Regions from separate parts of the Sus scrofa genome. Here region 2 is linked to region 1. Evidence: chromatin contacts called from public HiChIP or PLAC-seq data. All regions are on one chromosome and are shown on one strand. Each heading gives the region's core, a stretch centred on a gene start, on an enhancer-like site or on the middle of the called end of the contact. The rest is flanking DNA. Distances are from core to core; before and after follow the strand shown. Region 1 holds the start of CEBPD (CCAAT/enhancer-binding protein delta). Region 2 holds the start of SCYL3 (protein-associating with the carboxyl-terminal domain of ezrin).

What was found. HiChIP or PLAC-seq counts read pairs in DNA pulled down with a chosen protein or histone mark.
Region 2: an H3K27ac HiChIP or PLAC-seq map of alveolar macrophages shows a contact between it and region 1. The contact joins the promoter of SCYL3 here to the promoter of CEBPD in region 1. A contact is called at or near these places in 2 of 5 promoter capture datasets (fetal skeletal muscle and liver), 1 of 47 Hi-C or Micro-C datasets (heart right ventricle) and 2 of 2 datasets of contacts at active chromatin or transcription factors (alveolar macrophages and skeletal muscle).

What each region holds. Positions count from the first base shown.
Region 1 is chr4:79,868,170-79,875,436 of Sscrofa11.1, reverse strand. CEBPD (CCAAT/enhancer-binding protein delta) reads right to left here and starts at 2,574. Exons shown (of 1, transcript XM_005663091.2): 1 at 956-2,574. The coding sequence starts at 2,483. The coding sequence ends at 1,713. It overlaps SPIDR (DNA repair-scaffolding protein), which reads left to right. Exons shown (of 20, transcript XM_021090636.1): 20 at 10-500. The coding sequence ends at 174.
Region 2 is chr4:81,130,241-81,137,507 of Sscrofa11.1, reverse strand. SCYL3 (protein-associating with the carboxyl-terminal domain of ezrin) reads right to left here and starts at 3,473. Exons shown (of 14, transcript XM_001927973.6): 1 at 2,992-3,473.

The DNA of each region.
Region 1 (7,267 bases), core at 1,325-3,824:
TCCCTGCAGAGTTATGAAGTGAGGCGTGTCCTCGGAAAGGAGGTGGGGCCATTAACCTGTTTTGTCCTGTCGGTGACCACCCACCCTACAAGCTGTGTGGGATTGGAGGAGGTCGAGCTCCTGCGTGACGTGAGAGGCCCTTCAGAACACCAGCTGCAGCTGCGGGATCTGTGAATTTTACAAAGTGGCTTCACGGTGGTGGTGGTGGTGGCTGGGAGTTATTGGTTAACTCTGGGTGGAGTGAATGTACTTTATGATCTTGAAATGGAACTCTAGCTTTTCTGGGACAAATGTTGGAAAAATGGTTTTGTAAACTAGAAATCTAAATACTTTTTTCTATGATTATTTTTTTATTACCTTTCTGCAAATTTAGAAACACGTTAAAGCTTAAATAAGCTTGAGGTCTTCATTTTGTGTTTATCTTAGACAGGAATATAGTAGAAAAAATTATTTTGTTCCATTGTAATTTTAAAGTGTTCAAATTTTACCATGATTCAGCATGTTTTTTTGTACTTCCTTTAACATTTCCCCAAAGAATACCTTGCAAAGCTTAAACCTTTGCCCTCTATTGTGCTATCACTGCTCTCCATAATCAGTGTCCAACCTAAGCATTTTGCAGTTCAGTGCTTTTCGTAAAGTGTTCTGGGGAACTATGTCAGAGGTAAAACTTTCTCATGAAGTGTAGGTAGAGTAACTGACCTGACGATAGCTACCTTACAGAGACACTGAGAGGTCTGGTTAGTCTGGCCCAGCCCGGGCCGGAGCCAAGATTATGGAAACTGGGAAAGCTCAGTTATCCTTCACTGTGTTGGCAGAGATCTGAGTTTAAAAGTAAAACCACGGATTAATTATCTCTGGACACTAAAGATCTTGCATTTCCTCCCTTATGACTACATAATCATGACAGGCCACAGTTAATTCATTACATAATATAGATGTAGCAGCCAAGACCAAGAAAGGGTGCCTAGTACCCACACTCTTGGGGGAAAGGCTTTATTTATTCGTCCATATTAAGCGTTGAAACATTACAAGTACTGGCAAGGTAGCTGGTTTTAAGTAGCTTTGTGACTGTTTCTTTTCATCTCCTACGTGACTTCTGTACTTGACACACCTTGGAAGTCTACTTAAAGCTGTCTACAAGACTGAGCAAAGGGAAAGCAAATCCCATTACAGTCAAGGTGAATCAGACGTTTTCGGATAACCTCAGCCCTCTTTCTCCCCGTCCCTGGAGCCCCCACTCGAGGTGGGGCGCGCTCCAGCAAGTTTCTGACACGATCCCGGGGCGCCTTCCACCTGAGAGGGTCTCCTCAAATTAACCCGCAAGTCCTCAGGTGTAGTTCGGCCTGTTTGAGAAGCAAAGCCATGGTCTTCCAGGAACCCGGCCCCAGGGCGCAAGCCGGCCAGACGCGCCCTCCCCGGCGGGTCCGAAGGGCCTTGAGCGCAGGAATCAAGGTGGGTCTAACGCATCTTTATTTTTACAAATACTGTAAAAATCAATATAAAAAAGTGAGCATGCTCAGTCTTTTTTTCGTATCTACAGTACAAAGGCTAGTCTCGAAAAGTCTCTTACGAATGTACCTTAGCTGCATCCTAGGGGTAGGATGTAGAGAAGCTGCCGTCATAGTAACTTAGGGTCCACGCGACAGCTGTCCAAGTCCCAGACCGGCCAGGCAGCTCCAGGCACTGCGGCCGCAGTCCGCGCGCCCCCCGCGTCACCGCGCGTCCGCCGCCCCCGCGCCGGGCAGGAAGGGTGCGCCGGGTAGCTGCTTGAAGAATCGCCGCAGGCCGGCTAGGTCCCGTGTGAGCTGCTCCACGCGCTGTTGCAACTTCTCGTTTTCGGCTGAAAGCTCCACCAGCTTCTGCTGCATCTCTTGGTTGCGCCGTTTGGCCTTGTCACGGCTCTTGCGCACCGCGATGTTGTTGCGTTCGCGCCGCTGCCGATACTCTGGGCTGCCGCGGTCCGGGCCCCGCTTGCCCGCTGCTTTGTCGCGTGCGGGCCCTGGCGCTGGGGGCGCGGGGCTGCGGCGCGGCGGCTCGGGCGACGCGGGAGGCGTGGGTTGCGCGGCGGCCGCCAGGCTCACCACCGTCTGTGCGCACGCGGCCACCTGCGCGGGCAGCAGCGAGCCGGGCGCGTCGCCGTCGCCCCAGTCCGGCTCGCGCTTGAGCGGTCGCGGTGCGGGGCCGGGGCCCGCAGGGCGCGCGGGGGCCCCGGGCAGCAGCTCCAGGGCGCCAGCCTTATGGTTGCTGTTGAAGAGGTCAGCGAAGAGCTCGTCGTGACACAGCTCCAGGGTGGGCACGGCGGCCATGGAGTCTATGTAGGCGCTGAAGTCGATGGCGCTCTCGTCGTCGTACATGGCGGGAGCGGCCGGCTCAGTTCCGCGACCAGGCTTCCCTGCGCGGCCAGGCTCGTAGAAGGCGGCGGGCTCCGCAGACCAGGGCGCGCCGCGCGCTGGGCCGTCTAGGCTGAAGAGCGCGGCGCTCATGGCGGCGTCGAGCCGACAGCGAGCGCGGTCCCCTGGCGGTCCGGGCGCAGCCTTTTCTAGCCCGGCTGACGCGCACGCTCCGCCCCGGCCGCGGACCGCGGGACCCCCGCCCGAGCGCCTCCCCCGCGCTTCCTGCCCGCCGGCCCGGCCCGCGCGGCGCTGCCGGGAACGACCCTCCCTCGGCCGCGCCTCCTTCCTGCTGGTGGGTCGGGGCCTCTGCTCCCGCGGCACCGGGGCGGAACCAGAGCGGAGGGCGGCGGGGACTCTGCACGGGGGCGCTGCCTCGCAGCTTCAGGGAATTTGGGTCTTGGTGCTTCCCGATCAAGGAGATGGGGAATGGGGGAGGATCGCGACGCTGCCCCGCGGCGTTCCGCTGGCTCCTGGGTGGTGGGTGGGGTCGCTCTCAAACCCCGCGGGCCTGGGGCCAGGGGAAGCTATTTTGAACCCTGCACCCCGCAAGCCCCACGAGCTCGGAGCTTCTAGATAACTCAGTGCCCCGGGCGAACCCCACCAACTCCCTGCCCCACGAGCCCGGCACCCCTGGCGCTGCTTCCTGGTCCACTAGAGCAGTGCCATCTTGCGGTGGTTTCTTACTTCAGTTTTTTAGGCCGGATTCTTTCTATTCAATATTCCAAAAAAGAAGTGCCTTTGGATCCAGAGCAGTGGGGTGGGTCCCTTTCAGGAGAAAGAAAACGTTGGTAAGGTATTAACATGTTCGCTTTCCGGGTTGTAAAATGCAGGAAAAAGACACTGAACTGGTTTTGTTGCGTTTCCTACAATTTGGACAGGCATTTCAGGTCAATTCCATTTTTTGCACCACAGACCCTGTTCAGACCTGGCCTTCATCCACAACCTTTCTCGTTTCCTCTTGTCCCAACACTCAACGTTCCACAAGCTCTACAGCGCTCCATGAACTATCGCTGGAGTGTCTGCAGTCAATTCCAGTGGTGACTTCTGAAAACACACCATAGGGTACTGAGTAGGCTTTCTAGAGGGACATACATAATGCGCTAGAATTACTCCAGGGACATGATATAGATCTCACACTTATAATTACCTATTAAGGGTAAAACCTAGGAACACATAGAGTGTGGTTCATGCACATCCCCCCAAAAAAACATGTATTTCAGAAGCCATAAAAACGTTACCAAAGACTTCTCCAGGGAGGGAATGCACAAAGAACCATATTCTCATAAAAAAAAAAATTCAGCGAGATGATTGGTACATCCAGATGTCAGATTGGGATTGAGCTTGGAAGATGCTATCCTCATATTTTTTAAATGTATTAACCAGTAATTAATGATAATTTTTATTTTTAAAACCTTTTTTTAGGTCTGCACCTGTGGCATATGGAAGTTCCCAGGCTAGGGGTTCAATCTGAACTACAGCTGCTGGCCTGCGCCACAGCCACATGGGCTCCAAGCCACATCTGCGACCTACAGCACAGCCCACCCCAACGCCAGATCCCAGACCCACTGAGTGAGGCCAAGGATAGAACCTCATCCTCATGGATACTAGTTGGATTCATTTCCATGGTGCCAGAGTGGGAAATCCCAATGATAACTTCTAGATTTAAGAATTTTCTTCCCTCTTTCAGAAATAGAGAAAGGAGAGGTCATAGGCCAGCAAAGTATAGATTTGTTATGACATTGAACACAAGTGAAAGACTGTTAAAAATGCAGTATAACAATATAGCTCTCTGATAGTAGTTCACAGTCATTTTTTGAATGTCTCCACTTACTGCATTTCTCATTGTTAGGGATCTTGAAGCTGTAGTATTTTTATTTTATTTTTATTTATTTATTTTTGGCTTTTTAGGGCCACACCTGTGGCATATGGAGGTTCCCAGACTAGGGGTCGAATCAAAGCTACAGCTGCCCTCCAACATCACAGCCACAGCAAAACCAGACCTGAGCCTCGTCTGGGACCTACACCACAGCTCACAGCAGCGCCAGATCCTTAACCCACTGAGCGAGGCCAGGGATGGAATCCACAACCTCATAGTTCCTAGTCAGATTCGTTTCCCCTGGGCCACGATGGGAACTCCAAGCTGTAGTGTTCTGAGTAGAGTTGTCAAAAGGAAGCGGCCAGGTTAGAAAGCATTCCTTAAAAATGGATCCTTGGATTCCCCCATGTTTATGCGGGCATTGCTATGTTGAGCTCAGTTGAGTTGTTCAGATGCAGCCCACTTCACTTGGACTTTCTAAACATATTCCATCCTTTCAGAATTCTAGAGGCTGTACATGCCTGGATGTGCTTTAGCTGTATAGCACTGTATAGGACATTGGGCTGCCCCATCATAAGACAGAATATACCTCAATCCTCACGAGGGATCACTTTTGGATGTTTCATATGGTGCAAGATATGGGACAAGAACAGTTCTCCAAATTAAAGTTTGGAAAAGTGAAAATATTTTTGAGCAGTGCCAGTGTCAAAAAGAGGGAAACTGTGACTTTAGCGCCCTCTTCAGATGATGATGATTCTCAACTATCAGATAACTTTTGTTCACCTTCTGGTTTAGGGATAATTTTAACTGTATGATATATTCTCATGTGTCTTGTGGTTACAAATATAGACTTATTGGATAAACCTTATTCCCAATGTATTTGTTTGTAAAAGGGACTCTAGGGACCAAAAGAATGAAGCCAGTGGAAATTGGGGTCATGCATCCCTGGCACTGCTAAGTGCTGTGTGTTTTATTAGAGCTCTACTGTGATGGGGAAAGAATTCTGCATTTACTTCACCCTCTGGAGTGAACATATTACTCTGTCTCACATTAAGAGACAGAGCCCACAGATTACAAAGTAGCCAGAGCTAAGAATAGGTATTTGATTCTATGAGTCAGGTGTCCCACCTGGCACACACTTGCTCATGTTCCCAGTAATAAAACACAGGGAGAAGCAATTTTCCTTCCCATCTTATATTCCTGTCAAATGGATTCAGACTCCCTCAGCCCATACCTGTCGGCCCGGCACACCCCAGCTCCCCTGCCACCTTAGTGGCATGTCCGTCACAACCACTTACCCAGGAAGGGTTGGCAGATCTGCACTCTTGCAACCTCTTCTCCCCACCCAGCCTGTTCTTCAGGTGGCTGCCAAGATACCTTAAAGAGGAATTTGCCATCACATTACTTTGTTCCTTAGAATCTTCTGAAGGGCTATTTGCCAAGAGAATGGGGTTTGTTTCCAAGTGTGAATAGCCACTGCTCACTTCTTTACATCCATGTCCCACTGCATGCAACTGATGCCTGACTCAACTCTGAAAACCTTACAGTCCTGCATAGGCCCAGGTGCAATGCCAATGGTTCTTCCTCTGCTACGTCTAGTAAGATCTTTCCATCTCCTAGAGCCCTACTAAAATGACACCTCTCTGTTACTCTCTGTGCCTTGTTTTAGCCCAATTAATCATTTCCACTCTGGTTTCTAAGAAAAAATACATCCCAGTTATTGGATGCACATTTTTTCTATCTTGTTGAAACTAGGATGCATATGACAATCACCATTGGCCAAGGTATCAGTTATGACATTTGCCATTGCCTGCATAGGAGTGTTAGAGCCTGGGAGTGAGATCCTGGGGATGATAGTGAAGAGTGGTCTTATAAGGTCTGTGTCATCACCTCTCTGGATGGAACAGAGAGAATGTTGTAAAAAATTACAAACATCAATGACTGAGTTTAAAACTGATTCAGGAGTTCCCATCATGGCTCAGCAGAAATGAATCTGACTAGCATCCACAAGGACACAGTTTCGATCCCTGTCCTCGCTCATTTGGTTAAGGATCAGGCAGCGTTTCCATGAGCTGTGGTATAGGTCACAGACGTGGCTCAGATCTGGCATTGCTGTGGCTGTGGTGTCAGCCAGCGACTACTGCTCCAATTCAACCCCTAGCCTGGGAACCTCCGTATGCTGAGGGTGCAGCCCTAAAAAGACAAAAAAAAAAAAAAAAAAGTGATTCAGAGGAGGCAAACAGTGAAAATGAAAAAACTTAGGGATATCTTAAGCAAAATAACTGGCTTATATTTTCCTGGTTACAGATGCATAAGAGTGATATTAAAATCAAAGTTTAGAGGAGATTAAGTTTTTTTTTTGTTTGTTTTTGTTTTTTTGGCCACCCCCAGGCCATATGGAATTTCCCAGGCTAGGAATCAAATCAGAGCTGGAGCTCAGACCTACACCACAGCTGCAGGAAAGCCAGATCCTGAACCCATGCGCTGCACCAGGGATCAAGCTGGCTTCTCCACAGAGACAAGCCAGAACTTTAAACCACTAAGCCATAGTGGAAATACGTGAGTTCTTGATATGAGTACAAAAGAGTACCTTTAAAAAACAGCAGGAGCAAATTGGCTAAGAATGGTGGTGTATAGCTCCATCCCTCCATAATAACTGCAAGCAAACCCCTGAGAATCAACTTCCATGGAATTCTGGAGTCTAAAACCTCCAACAACTGGAGGAAAGCCTAATGAAAAAAGAAGCCGCTGCATTGCAATAAGAAAGTTCTGTGGCATTTCAAATGTCTTTCTTGCTGTCCTGCACTCTCTGGGTGGATGCTGGTCATGAGAACAGCAGTGTGAACTCCTGTTGCAGGGTCCTAGTGCCAGAGGGAGCAATATAGACTCTATTCTCAACAAAGTTTGTATGCTTGGACCTGCCACAGGTCCTGAGAGGCAGAGCAAGGGGTAGCACTAATCATTTACAAAAAGCATGTTAGAGCAAAACTAATGGGTATAGCAGCCTATGGCATTTTAGGTAACTATTAAAACACAAACTGATAACTAAGCTGGTGAA
Region 2 (7,267 bases), core at 2,224-4,723, 1.3 Mb before region 1:
TTTGAGTACATTAGTCAGCCTTCTGTATTTGCCATTCCAAATCAGTGGATTCAACCAACTAAGGGGATTCACCCAGCTGTCAACTGTGAAGTACTACAGTGCCTATTTATTGAAAAAAAATCTGCCTCTAAGTGGACCTGTGTAGTCCAAACCCATGTTGTTCAAGGGTCAACTGTGAAACATCCACCTTCCTCCTGGGACTACAAATAAAATTAGCATTTATATAGGATCACAGAAAAGCAACTACTGTTAATACCTCTATTCTGGAGATGGTGGGGTGCCTTCTGGCAACGCCCCGCCCCCCAACCCTAGCTCCTGTAGGGAGGGTCATGTTTAGTACTTGGGTCTTGCACTCCTCTTCTTGGACACAGTTAATGGGTCTGGTGCCTACCCTGTAGACAATTCTCACATGAGCCATCTCTAGGACCCAGAGCCTGAATGCAGAGCCAATCACTGTTTGCCCCAGGAATCTGAATGAACAAGAGATATTTTTGTCTTATTAGCATAGCTGAAGGTAAAAGGATGTCATAGGATAGAGTCAGGGCTATGGTAAGGCAAAGCCATGTAAAAGCAGAAAACTGGCAAGCAGAGAGGAAGCCAGCTGGCAGCAGGAGAAGGAAATGCAAACACTAGGAGAATGACTTAGATTTAGAGGAACACGTTCTACCCCATTTCAAGGCTACAGGAAGCCCAGCTTCAAATCCACTTCCTCACTGCCACCCACAATCCTGGGTAGCCTGAGGTACCCCCTGAGTTAGCCTGAATGGGTCTCTGCTCTGAGAAACCAACTGCCATTTCACAAGCAGTTCTTTTTAACTCCTCCTGTCTGAAAAAACCAGTCAGACTAGAGGAGGGAGAAGAGAAGTGCCACTTTGGAAAGTGTATATATGGATGAAGCTAGTCTAACTTCCTTCTCTCTCCTAGCCACAAAATAGAGCTTTCCAAAATTCACACATAAGGAACTGCTGCAGGAAAATGAAAATTTTCTTGGCAGAGAATCTTCATGCCATTTACTTAGTTTTAATATTAATCTCTAAAGGAGATAAAACGGTCATGAGAGTTCAGTGGCAGGGCTCTAGCTGAATGAATGGCAGTCAGCAAAGGTACAGCAATGGCCATTTACTTAGTCATTTCTAAATAGCAAAACAGTTCCTCGTGGGAACACTATTAACCTTCCATCTAACATTATGAATCCCACTATAATATCATTAACAATTGAGGGTTAAAAAAGCTATAGGAAGAAGTTAAAACTGGTAGTTTTTCTTAGCAGTGCATATTTGAGTCTAAGACCCTAAGAAAATACCACCTAAAAATTAAAAAGGAATGAATCCCTTTCTTGTAAGAACTCAAAAGGATAACATTTCATTGCTTTGAAAGCATGATTAATGCTGACAGAAGTCCATGATACTATCCGTGCAATGCTTACAGAGTAGCTGGGTTAGAGCCCATGTCCAGTGCAAACTTCATTAAGGGGAAATAAGATGTACTGTTGACTGTAATTTGAAGATGTCTTAAAAGCAGTAATTCTTAATTCTTAACTTCACAAAACTGTCTCCTAAGAGGCATCAAAACTGTTGATACAAAGTGTTTTAAAAATTATTTAATTCAGCTAAAACTGGCTTACTGAAATGTAATACTGATAAAGAAAAATATCTGGACTTCCAAAGTGCTCTTTTTTGTTTTGAGGAGTTAAGGGGGAAACATAAAACCTTTTAACTTTGAAATTAAGAAATCACAAAAATGCAGAAAAGGATATTCTAATATTGTGATATTAGCATGGGTATTTTGCAGAATTTACCATCTCCACCCTCTAATAAACGCTGGGTAGCCAGTTTCTGACATGAACATGCATCATGATCTTCTCTTTAAAATGTTGTTCACCTATCTTCCTCCATCCTTTTGCTTCCTTGGCCAGCATATCAAGTTTCTGGGCCACCTGTGGGACTAAAAGCCCTTGTCTAGGTCATGGGGCAACTCATACACTAAACTAAGAAATCAGTGTGCTCCGGGGAACGCTCTCTCCCTCTGTTCATTTCACAGCAATTAATCGAGATGATCTTGATCCTAGCTCCCTGGGCTTGGAAGTTCCAACCATAAGGGCTTGCATTGGGAGTTCAAAGGGCACCGTGTATTGATTCGTATTCTGCCATCTGGTGATAACAGTACTTCAGACCCTTTGCTTTGATCTCTTTCACATATACATTCCTTAAACTCAGTCCAGCAATACATAATGAAGCCTTTATGGACCAAAAGAACTACGTATGATTTCAGCTAAGACATGGGATGTTATGTGGGTATGCATAAAAAAATACTTAAAAATAGTAACAGGGATTCCAAAATTCAGGACTCACATGGTTTCCTATAAATGATTTTCCGGGAAATGTTTCATCTTTATTCTTAACAAAAAGCACTACCCAAAGACAGGAGCCAACTGGCCTCTGGGGGCCTGGCACTGGTCTTGGATCGAAAATGAAGGCAGCATCCAGCGCGGGGAACCCTAGGCTCCCGCGGCTTGGCCACGCAGCCTCCGGCACAGTCCCGGCCCGCCGCGCACACTCGCCCTGCCCGCTGCGAGGAGGGCGGCCAGGGGGCTGGGGCAGGGGAGCGGGGGTCCAACCGCGACTCCTCGGGACCACTGAGGGGCAGGGGCGGCAGTCCTGTGACGCTGGCCCCTCACCTTCCACACCTGCCCGCGAGGCGAAACTCCTTCGCTTCCTTCGAAAGCTCCGGCCGCCAGCGCCGCACCGGGCGGGGGTCGCCCGGGAAGCCCAGGTTAGCAGGGCGCCCCACATTCAGCAAGGAGAGGCTGCGCGGAGCCGGAGTGCAGAGCTCAACCGGCAGCGGCGCCGCGCCGAGCTCGCCCCCGAGCGGGCCCCAAGCGCGGACCCGAGATCGGGGCGCGCGCGCCCACCGCCTCGCACCCGGCCCGGCCCCCTCCCCCGCGGCCCAGGCCCGCACTGACGGAGGACGCCGCGTGGGGCTCCCTGTTACCTGCGGGAGGGCGGCGGGGGAGGCGGGCGAGGGTCTTGGCTCCGGTCCCCTCTTCGCCCCCTGTTGACACCAACCACCCTCACCTCCCCCGTGACGCTCTGGCCACTACACCCACAATCTTCTGAGGTCTGGTCCCTCCGGCACCATAGAGACTGTCCGGAAGCCGGATAGAATGCCAGCCTTCAGCCCTCCAACACCACCACTGAAGCGAAGGAACCCGGAACCGAGATAGAGCGGCCGCGAGGGTGATTCTCAAGCTGGTGCCATCTTGAGTGTGGGCGCCGGTGCCGACTCCGCCGTTCACTCTCTGTGCCCGCGGCCTAGTTAGTCCGTGAAGGTGACTGCTTTCTTGGGCCTTAAGTTTAACGTGCAAATATGGCTTGATTTTAATTTTCAGGCTTTTAACCGCACAGTTTGAACTGCATTTCCGCCCAAATCTAAAATGGCCGTCCGCCGCCGCCTTGGACAAATAGGAAAGAGGCGGGCGGAGAATAGGAGCACTGTGGAAATTGGAGAGGACTTTCGGAAGAGTGACGTAGCTCACCCCAAAGCCCTGATTGGCTGTGCTGTGTGGGCCGAGTAGCGCGGGTCCGCGGCTGAAGCTGGCGGAGGTTGATGTGATTGCCGCTGAAGCCTTTCAGGCAGAAGATGCGAAGTTACAGTTAATTCTGCAAGGAGTCAAGTTAGGACTCTTAATAGTACTTATTATTAATATTAATCGTTGCTACTTAATAGCGTGTTGTGGAATAAAGAATATACGTGATAGTTTTAAAACTACATGATTCCAACCAAGTTTTTTTCTGTTATCTTGCATGTGACTTAGTAGTAGTTATTATCATCGCTGGTTTTTAACGTTTCTACTACCTAACAGTTGACAGCTAAGTCATTTGATCACCTAAAAATTTTTAATTCTTTTTGGTCTATAGCAATATGGACAAGGACCCCACAATTTCTTTACCCGATTAAATAAAAGCAAATATCAGACCAAACTTTGTCCCTTATTCAGAAATGAGTATTTATTAGAAAGTAGACACAAATAGTATTTTATCTGTCCTGTTAAGTTATTGAAGATCGAGCTCTGTCCTACGTCAGCACTGTCCTATGGAAATACAATTTGAGTCACATACGTCATTTTAAATTTTCCAGTAACCACATTAAAAACAGTAAAAACTCTGAGGTGAAGTTAATATTATATTTTAACACCTATCCAGAAGATAGGTGTTTTGTTTAGTCTTTTTCTTTCACCATTCCTCTCATTCCTTTTTTTTTTTTTTTTTTGCCTTTTTTTAACACCTATCCAGAAGATAGGTGTTAAAATATAATAAAAAATTATTAATGGGATATTTTACATTTTTTGTACTGTCTTTAAAATCTGATGTGTATTTTTTACAATTTAAACTAGCCATATTTCAGTGCTCAAAAGTCACTTATAGATAGCAACTATAGTATGGGGGGTGCCATTCTAGAAAGTTGAGAAGCAGAAGTAGAGGGCTGCAGAGGTAGGATTCTGTTATGGTAGGATTCTGTTATCATAGTTATTCTCAGCATCTGGCAACCAGAAATCTTCCAGGACCAATAGAGATGAAACCTTAGATGGCATCTCTAAAGGCTGAGGACTCAAATTTTTAGACCATGTTTATTCAGGAGTGGAGATCATTCTCTGAGACCTCATCTCTAGTATTCATCATAACTAATAAGCTGATACTGGTGCCAGAAAGATGATACTGGAATCCGGGTTCTCGTTCAAGGTGGTGGAAGGATGACCTCCAGGAACACACAGGCAGCAATCAATGTCTTTATTAAAGGAAAGCTGATCGCTCCCAGGGTTGCTGGGAGGGGAGAGAAGAGCCCCCTTTCTCTATTGTCCTATAGGGGTTTTTATCTCTTAAAGGTGGGGAGAGGCACCAAAGTGGGGTTCAGAAAAATGTGGTTTTCCCTCATTGGCCTTATTCAAGTACCTATAGCAGTCCTTGTCCAGTAGGGCTTTGGGGGTTGGAAATGTCCTGGAAGTTCTGTGGGTTGTTTTGTTTTCTTTTGTCCTTTTCTTTTACAATTCCTCTCATTCCTTTTTTTTTTTTTTTTTTTTTTTTCCTTTTCTAGGGCAGCTCCCGAGGCATGTGGAGGTTCCCAGGTTAGGGGTCTAATCAGAGCTGTAGCCACCAGCCTACACCAGAGCCACAGCAATGCAGGATCGGAGCCACATCTGTGACCTACGCCACAGCTCACGGCAATGCCAGGTCCTTAACCCACTGAGCAAGGCCAGGGATTGAACCCGCAACCTCATCATTCCTAGTCGGATTCGTTGACCACTGCGCCACGTCGGGAACTCCTCTCATTCCTCTTTTATCAGTTGAGGAGTGGGCTAGAGATCTGCATTTTCTATATTAAACAAAGCCAGCGGGGAACGCTCATTTCTTATAATAAAACAAAGCCTGTGGAAGTGTTACTCCCTGGAACCCTTAAGCCACAAAAGTTAATCAATGGCAATATCAAAGAATGCATCAAAGCCCATGCTCCTACACTGACTACCTGAGTTAACCTTCTGCCTCAATATTTTTGCCAATAAAAAGCCATTTCTGGTATTCACTATGATAATTAACAAAACATCTAGAGTCTTCGAATGTCAAGCTGACTAAAGTAATTTGTAGCTACATATCTGGAATGTGGCCTTTCTGGTATGATGCTAGTTAAGTACTCCCGGAATGTGGATTCCTGATAACTAGAATGCTAGCTACTTCTAGGGCATAGCTTCAACCAATTAACCCACACAGAATATTACCCTGTCTGTGCTGAAGAAATTTAAAGTTGACCACAAATGGCCTGACACCCATGTTGTGAGGAATATTGGCCTTTGTAAACTGTAAACACTATACAAATGCTATAGAACTTACAGCCTTATGTTACAGACTATGTTTATTCCACTGTTGACTTTAAAAAAATGTGCTGGAAGTTGAGAGTTAAGTTTTATTTGGGGCAAAATTAGGACTTAAGCCTGGGAGACAGCACCTCAGGTAGCTCTGAGAAACTGCTCAGTGGCACTGAGGGAGGAGCTAGGATTTATAGGAGTTTTTGTTACAAAGGGCGGGGAGCAAGAACAAAAGAGGCCTGGGCTCACTGAAATCGTTCCTTTGATATGTACCTCTGCTATTGGGGCCAGTATCCTGAGTTTTCATAGCCTGCAGGACTCACTGCCTCTCACCCTTGGAGGAGACTGCGTTTGCAGATGACCCCGACATCGTTTTTTTATCCTTAACTACTGACTGGGCTGAAACCACCCAAGGAGGAAAAGGGGGAATATAGGGATGTGATAAAGGTGAGGGGAGGTGCACGCAGCCATACACATATTTTACAAATATTTGTTGCTGATCTCCTGAAGGTTACCACCAGTCACAAGGAGCAGACATCACCATGAAGGATTTTAGTCTTTCTCTAGATATGAGGAGATGCAAGAATTGGGCACATAAAACCTTCTCCTAAAAATATCTGACTATCTGAAGACCTGTTCTTCCAGTTTTCCCAGAGCACAGAGGGCATCACTCCTGGTGTCCACTCTGAGCTCTGTTCAGGAGGTGCTGTGGGTAAGCAGCTGTGGTGGCTCATAATTTAATCCATGTAGAGGCCGATGGCAAGTGACAAACTTCAGTTCACACCACAGATATTTAAGACACATCTTTTCTGAGCTACGCACTGTGCTGATCACCGGGAAAGGAAGGAAGAAGATACAGTGATTTCAGGAAAGTGGGTTCTTTGAGAGACCCAAATAAAGTTTTGTTTGTTTGTTTGTTTGTTGCTTTTTAGGGCCACATCCACTAGGGGTCCAATTGGAGCTGCAGCTGCCAGCATACACAACAGCCACAGCAACGTCAGATCTCAGCCAGATCCACAGCTCATGGTAATACAGAATCTTTAACCCACTGAGCGAGGCCAGGGATTGAACCTGAATCCTCATGGATATTATTCAGGTTTGTCACCACTGAGTCACGACAAGAACTCAAAGGTTTTTTTTGTTTTTGTTTTTGTTTTTGTTTTTGTTTTTTTGTTTGTTTGTTTTTTTTTAAGTGATCGAGGAAGTGCTAGAGCTTAGTGTTGGGAATGTTATTTTCATTTTTCAAAGTGTCCTGCCCCACCACCACTGCATACTGTGTGCAAAGCTGGACATGAACTAAACAACTCTACATGGCCCTGGTTATTCTGCTGCTTTTCTGACGTTTGCTCCTCATTCATCTGGTTAGTCAGCAAGTACTTCATAAGTGCTCATTATGTGCCAGCCTCTGCT